Regions from separate parts of the Sus scrofa genome. Here regions 1 and 3 are each linked to region 2. Evidence: chromatin contacts called from public Hi-C data. All regions are on one chromosome and are shown on one strand. Each heading gives the region's core, a stretch centred on a gene start, on an enhancer-like site or on the middle of the called end of the contact. The rest is flanking DNA. Distances are from core to core; before and after follow the strand shown. Region 1 holds the start of NMT2 (glycylpeptide N-tetradecanoyltransferase 2). Region 2 holds the start of FAM171A1 (protein FAM171A1). Region 3 overlaps FAM171A1 (protein FAM171A1).

Region 1 (4,310 bases), core at 1,156-3,655, 200 kb after region 2:
CCCAAGCTTAGGATCTTATGATTTCCAGTAATACAACACAGTATTATGCATACAACAGAATGTTATTCAGCCTTAGAAAGGAAGGGAATTCTGATGCGCGGTGATACATAGATGAACCTTGAGGACATTTTGCTAAAGGAAATAAGCCAGTCGCAAAAAGACAGTATGATCCCATTTATATAAGGTATCTAGAATTGTCATTTTCACAGGGATAGAAAGCAGAATGGTGGTTGCCAGGGGCTGCGGGGAGGGGTAAATAGGGACTTATTTAACAGTTATAGTTGCATTTTTGCAAGATGGAGAAAACTCTGGAGATGGCTTGCACCACAGTGTGAATATACTTAACACTGCTGAGCTGTACAGTTAGAAATCGTTGTTATGTGTATTTCAACACAATTTTTTTTCAAAAGCAAAAAGTTACAGTAGTCTAAAACAAGACTAATTACACAACGATGATCTTACATCTATAATAAGAGATGAGTCAGGCAGAATAGGAAATTCCCAAGAGCCTCTTTTAACACACTGGTAACCACTGTACAGTCCTATCTTCACCCAAATAAATCTTGGATCTGAGATGCTAGAAGATACCACCTGATTTCAGTCCCCCGAATTCTGGGATTAAACCAGGGGGGCGAAGCAAACATTTTTCGAAACAGAGTGAGTCTCTTTGCATCATAACAATAGGATTTAAGAATCTCCAGGGTTGTCTGCAAACTCTGTCCTCTTTCCAATGATTAATGATGACACACATTTGTATTATATAATCTCCATCCAGTACCAAAAAGAGGCTTCTTTGCATTCTGGAGAACAGATGTTCCCTATTTGACATTGCTTTCTAGTGTTTAACTGGTTTTTGATGCCCTCATTTCATTTCTCCAGGGTTATGTGTTTTCTCATTCTTTTTTTGAGAGGTTTAGTCAAAACTTCTTGAAAATTCAAATAAATATGTGTCTGCTGAGTTCCCTTTGCTTGATGTTTTTAAAATATTTTAGAAAACCTTTCTAATAGGTTATGGCAACTGATCTGATAGATTTGCTCCTGGTCAGGATCCTGCTGGTTACCCAACCAAGTTAGTTATCCAACTCTTCATGTTCACAGGGGTCAGCCACAGGGAATTCACTGATCTATATTTGCCTAAAGTTTGAAGCCAGCGGCCGCATGTGACTTTCTGCCTCAGAAATCGTTGCACTGGTGAAAGAAGCGCTGTATTTCCTTCATGATTTGGCCCTGTGTTGTCCTTCTTACAGAACCTTTGCTGGCTCCACCTCAGTCCGTCCTAAAAGCCTGGTGAACTTTGAAATCACCCTGCAAGTATGTCTTTAGATCCTTCTATCTTATTGTATTTGAAAAGCATGGTCTTGCTCATGGTGAGAAAAAAAAAAAAGCCCACATGCTTCCAATACCTTCCGCCAAAAAAAGGACCCACCCTAAAAATTTCGGGTGGCTTTTTAAGCCTATTTTTCCTGACCGAGCATCTCTGATAACAATCTTTCCACCGCCTTTGTAAAACCACATAGGCTTCCCATAACCTAGTGGGACCTTGAACTCTGCCCATGGAAGGGAAAGCACAGAAAAGGGCTGGAATATACACACTGCAAAAGCAAATAAGAGTTTGAACTCCACCTGCCTTTTATTTGGCAAGCCATGAGCGTCTCCTTTCCCTCCTGCCCTCAGAGGACAGAGGGCCATTGCAGCCTTGAAGGCCATAACCTTCTTCTGCTTGGAGGTCTACGCCAAAACCTTCACTCGAGGAAGCCAGAGAGTGGCCTCCCTACACTGTCCAATTTCTCAGCATCACGGACAAATCCCATTTCCCCCAAGATGGTTGTTCTGGGCTGAGCCAGTCTTCTGTGCTGTGCAGCAAAAACTGGAGCAGCTCCACATGTGTTCTCTTGTCAAGACTTTTAGGACCTGCGGGCCTGGTTGGAGAGGCGGGAAGGCTGGAAGCACTGTTTTGACTTTGATTTTGCGGCATTGGAAAGACAGAGACATATGAACTGGAATTTTTGCAAAGTGTACGTGGTTGGGGGTGGGGGGGAGGGGAGGGTTCTGGCCATCGATGGCTTTGGCACGCCTCCGCCGAGTAAGAATTCCCCAAAGAGTTAAAAGCTCTTCTGAATATGAAGAGCTGTAAAAATCGCCTTGCCTGTGCTCCAAAAAAGAAGGCATAGGATTTGGTCCGCGGGTTGCGGTGTTCAGAGGTGAGCCCAGGGTTTAGGGGCTGCGCGGCTTCAGGTTCCAGGGCGCCACCCCTGCACCCTGCGCAGGTAGCGACCACCCTCACTGTCGCCCCCACCCCCATCCGCGGACAGACCTCCACCCATCCCGGGGCCTGGTGGGCGGGCCCAGGTCGTAGTGGGCGGGCCCGGGCGGGGCGGGGCGGGGCCGGCGCTGAGTCCAGAGCTCTGGCTCCGAGGAGACGGCGGGCGGCACTAGAGGGAGCTGCTAGCGCCGCCGCCGCCTTCGCCGCACCGGCCCCCCACGCCCGCGGCCCGGAGCGCCGCCTCCCAGACCGCGCCGCCGCGATGGCGGAGGACAGCGAGTCAGCGGCCAGCCAGCAGAGCCTGGAGCTGGACGACCAGGACACGTGTGGGATCGACGGGGACAATGAGGAGGAGACGGAGCACGCCAAAGGGTAGGCGCGCCTGGGGCTCGGTGCGGACGCAGGCTCCCGGGCGCGGCAGCGGCGCTGAGCGGCTCCCCGGCCCCCGCGTGGCTTTCGCGCGGCTCCAGGGCGGCGGGAGGTCCGGGGGGCGCGGCTCGCGCGCGGAGAGGCGCAGTGGGGGCGAGCCCCCTGGTGCGCCGGGAGGCGTGGGGACCCGCCACGCCGCTGTCACCTGCCGTGCGACCCGCCCTGGCGCGCCCCCATCCCGGCCGGCATGTGACTCAGTAGTGCTAAGGGGGGCGCGGCGCCCTTCCCTTTGTGGTGGCCCGGCTGGTGGGAAGTGGTTCTCCTCTCTCCGCTCCTTGTCATCCCTCCGTAAGTCCTCCTGGACCCTGTTACCCCTCCCCCAGCCGCGGGGAAAAAAGCCGCTGGTGGAGCGGAGCGGTTTGAGATTTGCCCCTGCTGGTTCCGGCGCTGCTGGCCAGGAGCAGCGGAAAGTTGTGCTGCCCCGGCCGCCCCTCCCCGCGCTGAGATGGGCACGGGGGCGCCGGGGGTCCCGGCCAGGCTGCTGGGGACGCGCAGGTTCGCCATCGCGGAGCGCGTCTGCGTCTCCAAAGCCGGCCCGACCCTCATTTCAGCTCTGTCTCAGGGGGTAGCGCCTGCTGACCGGGTCAGATCCGGATGGGTGTTTTGATCTCCAGAGCCATGCTTTAACACCTGGTCAGGTTTCTTCCTCCTTTTACTGGCTCCCTTTTCTCCCGCACAGACTTGATTTGCACTCCGGTGGGAAAAAGGTTGCTTCTGATGAAGGAGGGTATTGAAGTTCTGTTTTATAGGCGGCAGCGGGAGGGGGGTCATTTTAAATCCAGGCTAGTGGCTACCTTGCCCTTCTACCTTGATGGAATCGAACTATGCGCTAGTACAGTGCCACCCCTTAGAAGTGATATTTTGCAAACCATGGTGACTGGCAAAGAAGTGGGTCAGCTTAAAAACATGATAGGGAGGCCTTAGTCACAGATGGCTTATTTATTCAGTTCATGGGGAGGATTTTTTAAATGATTGATGATTTAAAGTGTAAAGTATTTGCATTCTCTTTAACGTCTGGTTGAAGATTTATTTAAGAAAGGAACTTTGAGCTTTCATGTGTTATGAAATATTGAGAGAGATCAAGCAAAAGAAAAGCTGACTAAATGTATCTTTCATTGGCGTGATTTTTTTTTCAGTGGCAGCTGCAAGTACAGAATGTTGTAATTCTAGTCTAGAATATTTTTTTTTTGAAGAGAGGAAATTCTGCAGACATCTGAGCCCCAGTTCTGTTTATGCGGTGATAGAAATTTGTCTATGATAGATAGCTAAATATAGATAAGTTTTTGAAACAATGACACCAGTGCCAGAAATGAGCCCAGATGCAAATGTGATGGATTACGCAGAAAACTTCATCACCTGTCCTTTGTCTTTCTAGCAAGACCCTGGATGCCTGACTTTTCCACTGTAATTTCTGTTTCTTGTTCTTCGTTCTTTTGAAGGCTTGGTTATGTACTTCTTTGCTTACACAGTCCGGAATGTGCATGGTACAGAGAGAATTACCCATCTGTGTACCCCTTGATCTGGGCCTGCCCCCAGGAGCCTTGCAGGAGACTCTGCAAAGTTCCCAGATTAGCACCCAAAAGCATCTCCATGCCCTCTTCAGAAAGAGTCAGTTTTG
Region 2 (3,861 bases), core at 362-2,861:
AGGAAGTGAGCAAGTTCAACTCCAGGATGGGTCTCATGTCACTTCTCTTGAGAAGCCCCTCTACCCCAAGAAAGTGACTTGAAAACTCTGCGACTGCCCCTCTCCCAAAGCCGCCACGCAGTAAGCTGGCTGGCCCGGACCCTCTGCTCCAGTGGGCAGGAACCCAAACTGGGATTGAGGTCTGACTGATCTGGATGGCCATCTCATATGCTTCCCTCTCCTGGCTCTGATGTGGACCCTGGAATTACCCTAAGGCTTTGATGCTGGAAGTCAGAAGGAGGCGGTTATCAGGCAGTCCCTAACTGTGGGTTTTCTTTTCTATCTTCCTGACTACCTGACACCCTGTGCAGGTGCACAATTTGCACAAATTGCAGCATTGGTCCTGAGGCTGTGGCTAACACCCACATCGGCTTCTCCTCCTCCTGGTTTTATTGTATCTCACAATGATTTGTCTATAATAAGCCAACTGGGCAAGCGCCATCCTTCATTCTCTTTTTGGTACAGTGCCTGCCATGACTTAATGTCCAATTAATAAAATTACAGTAATAACCCTCCTCTGGCCTAGCGTTCTGGAGGCAGCACCCGGCCTCTGCTGCTGGAAATATCTGGATTCCCCCAGAAATCCCCTGGCCTGGAGTCTGTCGCAGAGGTCGCAAGGTCCCTGCAGTGCTGATTGGTCGAGAAGGTGGCAAGAAACATGGGACTGAGGGTGGTACCAGAAAGGCACAAACAAGATCGGGTTAAGGAAGGGAAGTTTGAGGGTGTGAGGTACTTGGCTCAAAGGAAGCCTGAGGTTTGGGTGAAGAGCTTCAACCCCCGGGACCAGAATGATTGTTTTATTCCTCTGTCACCCACCAGTTATGAGCTAAGGACAAATTTTCCTATGATTTTCTCACCTCTTAGTGGGGAGAGCAACACCCATCTCTGAGATCATATATTATGAAGACAAAATGAAAGAGAAAAAGTATTTAGGGCCTCAGTAAACGTAAATTTCCTCCCTTTCCTCCTTCCCAACCTTCTAGATCCAAGGACAAATATCCAAGGACAGCTCAACACAGAGAAGTTCACCTGTCTACACTCAAGCACCAAGGGTCGCCTACAGTTTACATGAACTGGGGGACTGCTCCTGGGTGCCAAGTCCTCCCAGGGGTCATGGGTGGATTGGGCCGGGAAGAGCGGCAGGATGGGCTTCTCCCGCAAAAAACCGAGCAAGGTCATATGTAACCTCGGTGCCACCTGAGGACCATGAGTTAACTAGGTGCGAGTGTATCGGGCTAAAGACTAGTGTTGTCACTCCACAGCGGTCGGGGCTGGGGGCTGCAGAGCTGTCTGGTAGCCAACGTGGCAGTCACTGCTAGTGGGTGGCCGGCGGGCGCGCGGGGCGACCCCGAGGGGGTGGCTGCGCTGGCAGGCGGGGCGCGCGGCCGCCAGGTGGCACCACGGCCCGGGGCCTGGGCGTCGCGGCGGGCGGGGCGGGGTGCGGGGTGGGGGCACGAAGGGGTTAAGGAGGCGGCGGCGGCGGCGGCGGCGGCGGCTCTTCGGGGAAACCCACCGGGGCGCGCGGAGGCGGGAGCGGCCGTGGGCTGCGGGGCCCGGCGCCGCGCCGGGCGGGGGCGCGGCCAATCGGGCGGCGGGCCCGGCGCGCGCGGAGCCAGGCGACATGGAGGGAGGCGCGGCGGTCGGCCGCCCCTGACGCGCCGCTCCGAGCCGGTGGTCGGCCAGCCCGCGCCGCCCGGGGCCCTGCGGTGCGGAGATGAGCAGGTCGACGGCGCTCCTGCTCTGCCTGCTGGGCTGCAACGTGTGGAAGGCGGTGACCAAGACGCTGCGGGAGCCTGGCGCCGGAGCCCAAGGTCGGTGCGCGACGGCGGCGGGCCCGGGAGGCGCGAGGGCCGGCGGCGGCAGGCTTTGTGTCGGCCGCGGGCCTGCGGCGGAGGCGGCGAGGCTGCCGGGCGGCATTGTGTCGCTGCGGTGGTGGCCGGAGCCCGAGCCCGAGTCGCCGCCGCGGGGCCTGCGGCCCTAGCGCCGCGCTCCCGAGGGGGCGGCGCCGCCTGGGGACGCCGAGATTCCCCGGGCGGATGTTCCCGGGGGGCCGTGGGCCGCTGGTGGTGTAGGTGGCATCAGCTTTTGCCGCCTCGGGTAGCTGGTTTGGATGCAGCCGAAGGTCCTTTATGCGCGACGCAGACACGCGGCTCCATCTCCTTTGCCCGGGCGAGAGCGGCTGCCCCCCGGGTTGCCGTCGCCCGCTTCCCCCCGCCGCCACCTCCCAGGACTCGGATCGTCGAAGCCAGATTGCAGAGGCTGCGCTCGGCCCTTTTGTTGCGGCGGCCGAGAAGGTGGCCGCCGCCCCTGGGGTGCCCCCTGCGCCCCGGGACCCCAGGTCTGCGGCCGCTGCCCGCCTCCAGCCGGCCGCAGTTTGGGAAAGTTTCGGGGTCTCCTCCTCCTCCTTATCCGGAGTCTTTTCCAGGCCTTAAGGGATTTGCTTGGCGGCCCAGGAGTCATCCCCGAAAGAGGAGAAAGAATTGGAAGTGGGAGGCCCTAATCAATTTAAAACACACGAAAATCATTTCCTGGGCTGTATGTCGCCAGCTCGTGCCTTTTGTCTAATCTTTGGCCTCTTCAAATCTGCTTTCCAGCCCAGGGAGGAATGTGGTCGCCTCTGAGAATGGCCACGAGCCTGTCTTTTGTTTTTAAAATGAGAATTTATTGCGGGGGAAGCCCCAAAGCTTCCTTTGCACGCATTTGTGGGCTCTAGATGGAGGGCTGCTCTGTTGCCTGGCTTTTCAAAAGGGTGAGTGAGGGAGGCCCCCGCAGATTAACATTTGGCATCCACCCAGGACACCAGTGCCCGGACTCCCTGGGCCTCTCTGCTCTCCCGGGAGGGTTTCCCTGCAGCCCTGGAGACCCCCACCCCGACTCCTTGCGGGTGTCCTTTCCTCCAGGAAAGGCGTCTGTTCTGTGAGGTCTGCCCTGCAGACACGATGCTCGGTGCTCGAGAGAACGCTTCGTCCTATTGCTAGGACCCTGCCTTACCCCGTTTTCTGTTTTCTTCCTGCTCACACTTTTCCCTGAAGACAAATATTCAGAGCCCAGGAGTGCCAGGGAGCAGAGAACCCTGGATGGATTTCCACATCTGATGTTGGGGCTCCCCACAGTCGGCTGGGTTTAGTTCGTTATCTACAGGTTGAATGAAAGGTTATATTCATCTATTGCCTTATCATTTGCTGGCGTCTCTTTCCTGCATTGCTTTTTCTATAGCTGTGGTGGAACTAGGACCATTCTGAAATGGATATCAATTTAGTCATGTATGCTCCAAAAGGGTGAGCTTAAAAAGGTACAAAAAAGAGTCCTGTGTTTCTTCATGTAGGAAATAAATGTTTAGGACATTAGATCATCAGTGTTGCATTGTAGCCGCTTTCATTAATACCCTACTGCACTTCGAATCAGCTATTTTAATGAATATGGTATTTGTGTTTCAACAAGGCCATTAATTCCAAAGATCAAGTTGAATTTTTTGTTTTGCACTTGAAATAGGACTACAGAAACATTAAGTTCACACACTTATAAAATACAGGAAGGCACGAACTCAACTGAAAAAAGTCATGAAAAAAATCCTACTAGATTTAGGGTTGAAGACCACATTTGGCAGAGATCTTGCTGCTAAAAATTGTATTTGGTAACTGAAGTCTCAAAAATGGAATATTCTATGCAGTGGGTGAGAAATGGTCAACCTGTGAGATCTTTACGCCACGGCTAGGAGTACCTTACTGTGTAGTATGATTGGAGCATGAGGTCTTGTATCTTGGAATATTTTTCCTCAGGATTACCTCCTTGATGGCATAGGATAACATTAAAGAGTCGAGG
Region 3 (4,243 bases), core at 1,156-3,655, 140 kb after region 2:
ACACTCAATACTATGGTGTTGCCATGCCAAGGATAATGCTGGGTGCAGAGGAGACAGAAGGAGCAGAGGACTCGGGCTCACACCAGCAGAGAGGATGTTGGGCATCAGATAGGAGGTTAGCAACTTAGGCAAGGTTTGCTTCTGGAAATTGGATCATGGAGGAACATGCCCTGGGGTCCCTGAGCCGTGGAAGACCCCTGCATGCTGGAGGGACTTGGAGTAAACGCAGGACTTGATCGTGAAGTTGGGCAGATTTTTGGAAGAGAGGAAAGCCATGTGTGGTAGGAACAGCAGTTGAGGGCAGAGTCACAGAGGATGTGTTGTGAGGACAGGTACGCGTTGGGAGGGCCAAGCTAGGAAGAACGGGGGCGGGCTGTGGGGGGTCAGAGCAGCCGTGACCTCGCCTCCTCTGTGCCTCCAGGGACAAGCCGGTGGCCTCCCATTGCTCCTGGCACTGGAAGCCCTGCCCAGCCCTGCCCAGCCCTTCCCAGGCTCCCTCCTTCCTGCCCCGCTGGCCTCCCCCCACCCCGGGAATCTTCTGTGCCTCTGTGGATGCTTGTCCTTTCTGCTCCCCCAGCCCCACCCCCCAGGTGACAGTCCTGTCAGTTCCCCAGAGCCCAGCTCACCCCCAGCCTTCCCTGCCCACCCCAGGGGCACCCTCACTGCACTCCCAGAGCGGCTTGTAGGTGCTTTTCTGGCTTTTCTGGCTCCCACCAGCATCACAGGCTGGACTTGGGGGCCTGTTAGCTGGGTGTGGGTGTGGGTGGGGGGGTGTCTGTCTGTCTGTCTATCTAGCCAATAGGCTCGCCCACAGGCTAACTGTGAGATGTTTGAAAAGGCCACTTCCACTTGGACTGTGGCTGCGTCAAAAGCCAAGGCAGTGTAGTCGGCCAGGTAGGTGGTTTGCCCTTGAACCAGCACAAATGAGGACTCGGAGCCTCCAGCTCTTTTCCTCCGGGTCCTTTAGCCTAATCCTGGTATCCGCTCCCCTTGAAGAGCAGTGACTCAAGAATCTAATCTGGGGGAAACTGCAAACCAAAGAATGCAAGCCGCTTCCTGGCTGATAGGAGATCCTGGCAGGGCTGCTCCTGTGGGAGTGGGGTGGGGTGTGTTAGTCATGAGCTAATCAGCGTGGGTTCCCCCGCTTCCCCAGGGGAAGCTGGAAGTGGTGGCAAACAATCCGTTCTCTGCCTCCAGGCAGACTTCCTGACCCAACCCAGAAACCCTTTAGCCGCATGTGTCAAACGCCCTCTGCTTCCCTTCCTCAGCAGCCCCCTGGAGTGAGTGATGCTCCGAGCAGCTGAACCATTTCTGGGTGGATGCTCTCAGCCAATGACCCTGCGTTCAGCATCCTTGTCCTTAGACTCATTTTGGAAACCCTCCCGGTCATGGTCTCCTCTAACTTGAATCTAAATCCTCCAGAGCCATGATTCAGCCTGTTGCGTTGGGGGCATCAGACCTCGCCTTCTGACGCCTGGCCTCTCCGGGAAGTGGGGGGGCGGGGATGTGCTGGGGAAGCATTGCTGGGCCACCTACTACATTTGAATGCTGCTATGGCAACTCATAGGCCCTAGAAGCTGTGCCAAGTATTGTTTCTTTCCTGCAAGGGGAGTGAGCCACTCTTGCCACCTCGGTGATGTGTATACCTAGGAAAGATGGGGGTGGGGGAATATTTGGTGCACAACTGGTGCATTGAGGCCCAGGGTGGGCAGGATTCCACGTGGCCTTGTCAGGGGGCTGGTGATCCTAGGAGGAGCCCCATGTGAGTGCCCAGTGTCTCCGGGCTGGTGGGTCGGGTGGGTGCGCCCACACCATGGGGAGGCCAGGTCAGCACACTCTTGCCTCCTGGGCCTCAAAGCAAAGTTTTCTGCGGGCGAGACAGGTGACAGCCGCATGGGCCCTTGGGCGATGCGGCCTGCTCCTGGAAACCTTACAAAGTGAAAAGATTATCAAAGGCTGGCAAGTTTTGTAGGACACACAGCAGGGCTGAGTGGAAGAAATAGCACTGGGCTTGAAGACAGACAGACAGACGGACCTAGGCTGCCCTGCTCTGTTCTCTACCCCAAGGCCTCAGAAGAGTGCCGTGTCTCACCCATCTCCAGCGTCCTTGTCCAAACGGGGAAAATAAGTCCTACTCGGGAGGGTGGTTGTGACAACTATGGATAACGTACACACAAAACACATAGCCGTAACCAGCCAGCTCACAGTGGGTACTCGTTAATGTTAAAGACTAGTTAAAGTAGTGACGGAAAGACAGCACCAGCCTGGACTTACTTAGTGTCTCCCAACCTTAGAGCCAACAGGAAGCTTCTTAAAATACTCACCTAAGCCAGGGTTACGGGTTAGAATCTGCCCATAAGAGGGAACCAAGGAATCTGTATATTGCATTTTTAAAACTTCCCCAAGCAACTCTGATGTCACCAGTCTGTGATTCCGGAGAGGAAATCCGTTTATTTGCTGGAGGATGAAGCATAGCCACAGTGCCAGAGTTTTCCCTCTTCTTTCCCCGCCCCCTAACCGTTTCCAGGCTGTACCTTGATTCTGTTTCTAAACTCCAGAGGCTTCTGGAGGAGCTCGGCCAAGATGGCATAGTCGTAAACTGGAAAGGCTTCTGCTATAACATTTTCCGTGTTTGGAAGCGGGGATGTGCATGCGATAAAGGAGCTGAAAGTAATTGAGTCAGAAAGGCCAAGAACATAGTCCGACTCTTTCCTGAAAGGTAGGGAAAAGAATTCCTGCAGAGGAGTTTGCATCGTGGCTCAGTGGAAATGAACCCAACTAGTATCCATGAGGGTGCAGGTTTGATCCCTGGCCTTGCTCAGTGAGTTAAGGATCCGGCATTGGCTTGAGCTGTGGTGTAGGTCACAGACTTGGCTTAAATCTGGTATTGCTGTGGCTGTGGTGTAGGCTGGCAGTTGCAGCTCTGATTGGACCCCTAGCCTGGAAACTTCCCTCTGCCGCAGGTGTGGCCCTAAAAGGACCAAAAAAAAAAAAAAAAAAAAAAAAAAGAATTTCTGCAGAAAGCAGAATGCAGTCCCTCCCTGATAGCCTGACCCCTTGGGCTCTCGAATGGGTTGTAAACATGACACTTAAGGTGATCTGGACTGTGCTTTTAAGCCTCAAAGAGGAGTTGAGCAGGCCTCCGGCTGAAGTGTTTTTCTGCATTTCACAGGAACGTGGCTGAAGAGTGGTCTCGGCCTTGTGCACCAGGAAGGCAGCCAGCTGACGTGGACCTACATTGCCCCTCAGTTGGGGTACTGGGTGGCAGCCATGTCACCCCCCAACCCAGGTAACAGGATCCCCAACACCTGCAGGGATGGGGATTGATGCCTTTGAGGGTTCAGGCTAAGTGTACTTTGGAAAGTTCCCAAGGTGGCTTAGCAGTAACAAGCCCAACTAAGTATCCATGTGGACGGGGGTTCAATCCCTGGCCTCGCTCAGTGGGTTGAGAATCCGGTGTTGCTGTGAGCTGCGGAATAGGTCACAGACATGGCTCAGATCCTGAGTTGCCGTGGCTGTGATGTAGGCCGGTGGCCGTAGCTCCAATTTGACCCCTAGCCTGAGAACGTCCATGTGCCATGAGTGGGGACCTAAAAACACAAAGAAAAAAAAAAAAAAAAAGTGTCTTCAGCAGGGAGATCACATCTTCCTCAAAAATGGTTGAAAGTATGAAAAAAATCGAACAATGAGAGGAAGCTGTTTTGTGGGGGTGGGGAGTTCTGGTTGGAAGTCTCCCATCGAGGATAAGAATAATGCATAGAAAATAGTCTCGAATCTCTGTTTTGCTCAGACAGCTGCTGTAGGGAATTCTTAATCCAAAGCCCACAGAGGCGGTCTGGATCTCCTCCCTAATTCCTGAAACAGCTGTGGCCCGTGTAAGAAAACACGTGAGGAAAGGAACTCACCCTTGGAGGCTTCTTGGGGCCAAAACCTTGACTGGGCATTTGTAAAAGGCTTCACAGCAAGCCTGTTGTTTCGCATCTAAAAGAAGATTCAGGAGTTCCTGCTGTGGTGCACCAGGATTGGTAGCATCCTGCAGCACCAGGATGCAGGTTCAATCCCCAGCCCGGCACAGTGGGTTAAAGGATCTGGTATAAGTTGCACCTGTGGTTTGGATCCAATCCCTGGCCCAGGAACTCCATATACCGAAGGGCGGGGAAAAAAAAAAAAAAAATCCTCTCCATTTAGGATACGTGAATTAACTTGTATTTTTCAAAATATGACTAAAATCTTTTTGTGTTGG

The links. A called contact is a pair of places that touch in the nucleus more often than the background predicts.
Region 1: a Hi-C map of skeletal muscle shows a contact between it and region 2, with 4 times the contacts expected there. The contact joins the promoter of NMT2 here to the promoter of FAM171A1 in region 2. A contact is called at or near these places in 3 of 5 promoter capture datasets (fetal liver, fetal skeletal muscle and liver), 1 of 47 Hi-C or Micro-C datasets (skeletal muscle) and 1 of 2 datasets of contacts at active chromatin or transcription factors (skeletal muscle).
Region 3: a contact with region 2 is called in a Hi-C map of retroperitoneal adipose tissue, with 2.9 times the contacts expected there. The contact joins the enhancer-like site here to the promoter of FAM171A1 in region 2. A contact is called at or near these places in 1 of 5 promoter capture datasets (liver), 21 of 47 Hi-C or Micro-C datasets (adipocytes, alveolar macrophages, embryonic fibroblasts and 12 more) and 1 of 2 datasets of contacts at active chromatin or transcription factors (skeletal muscle).

What each region holds. Positions count from the first base shown.
Region 1 is chr10:46,644,762-46,649,071 of Sscrofa11.1, forward strand. NMT2 (glycylpeptide N-tetradecanoyltransferase 2) reads left to right here and starts at 2,406. Exons shown (of 12, transcript XM_021064837.1): 1 at 2,406-2,635. The coding sequence starts at 2,526.
Region 2 is chr10:46,448,170-46,452,030 of Sscrofa11.1, forward strand. FAM171A1 (protein FAM171A1) reads left to right here and starts at 1,612. Exons shown (of 8, transcript XM_003130736.6): 1 at 1,612-1,850. The coding sequence starts at 1,754.
Region 3 is chr10:46,590,431-46,594,673 of Sscrofa11.1, forward strand. FAM171A1 (protein FAM171A1) reads left to right here. Exons shown (of 8, transcript XM_003130736.6): 6 at 3,173-3,289. Among named protein-coding and RNA genes, the nearest start is that of NMT2, 55 kb to the right of the region's middle. Within about 2 kb of position 2,406, at least 27 of the 83 cell types and tissues checked have an H3K27ac peak or open chromatin away from gene starts, as enhancers often do. A contact at or near this core is called in embryonic fibroblasts, fetal liver, liver and 4 more, where this site is marked.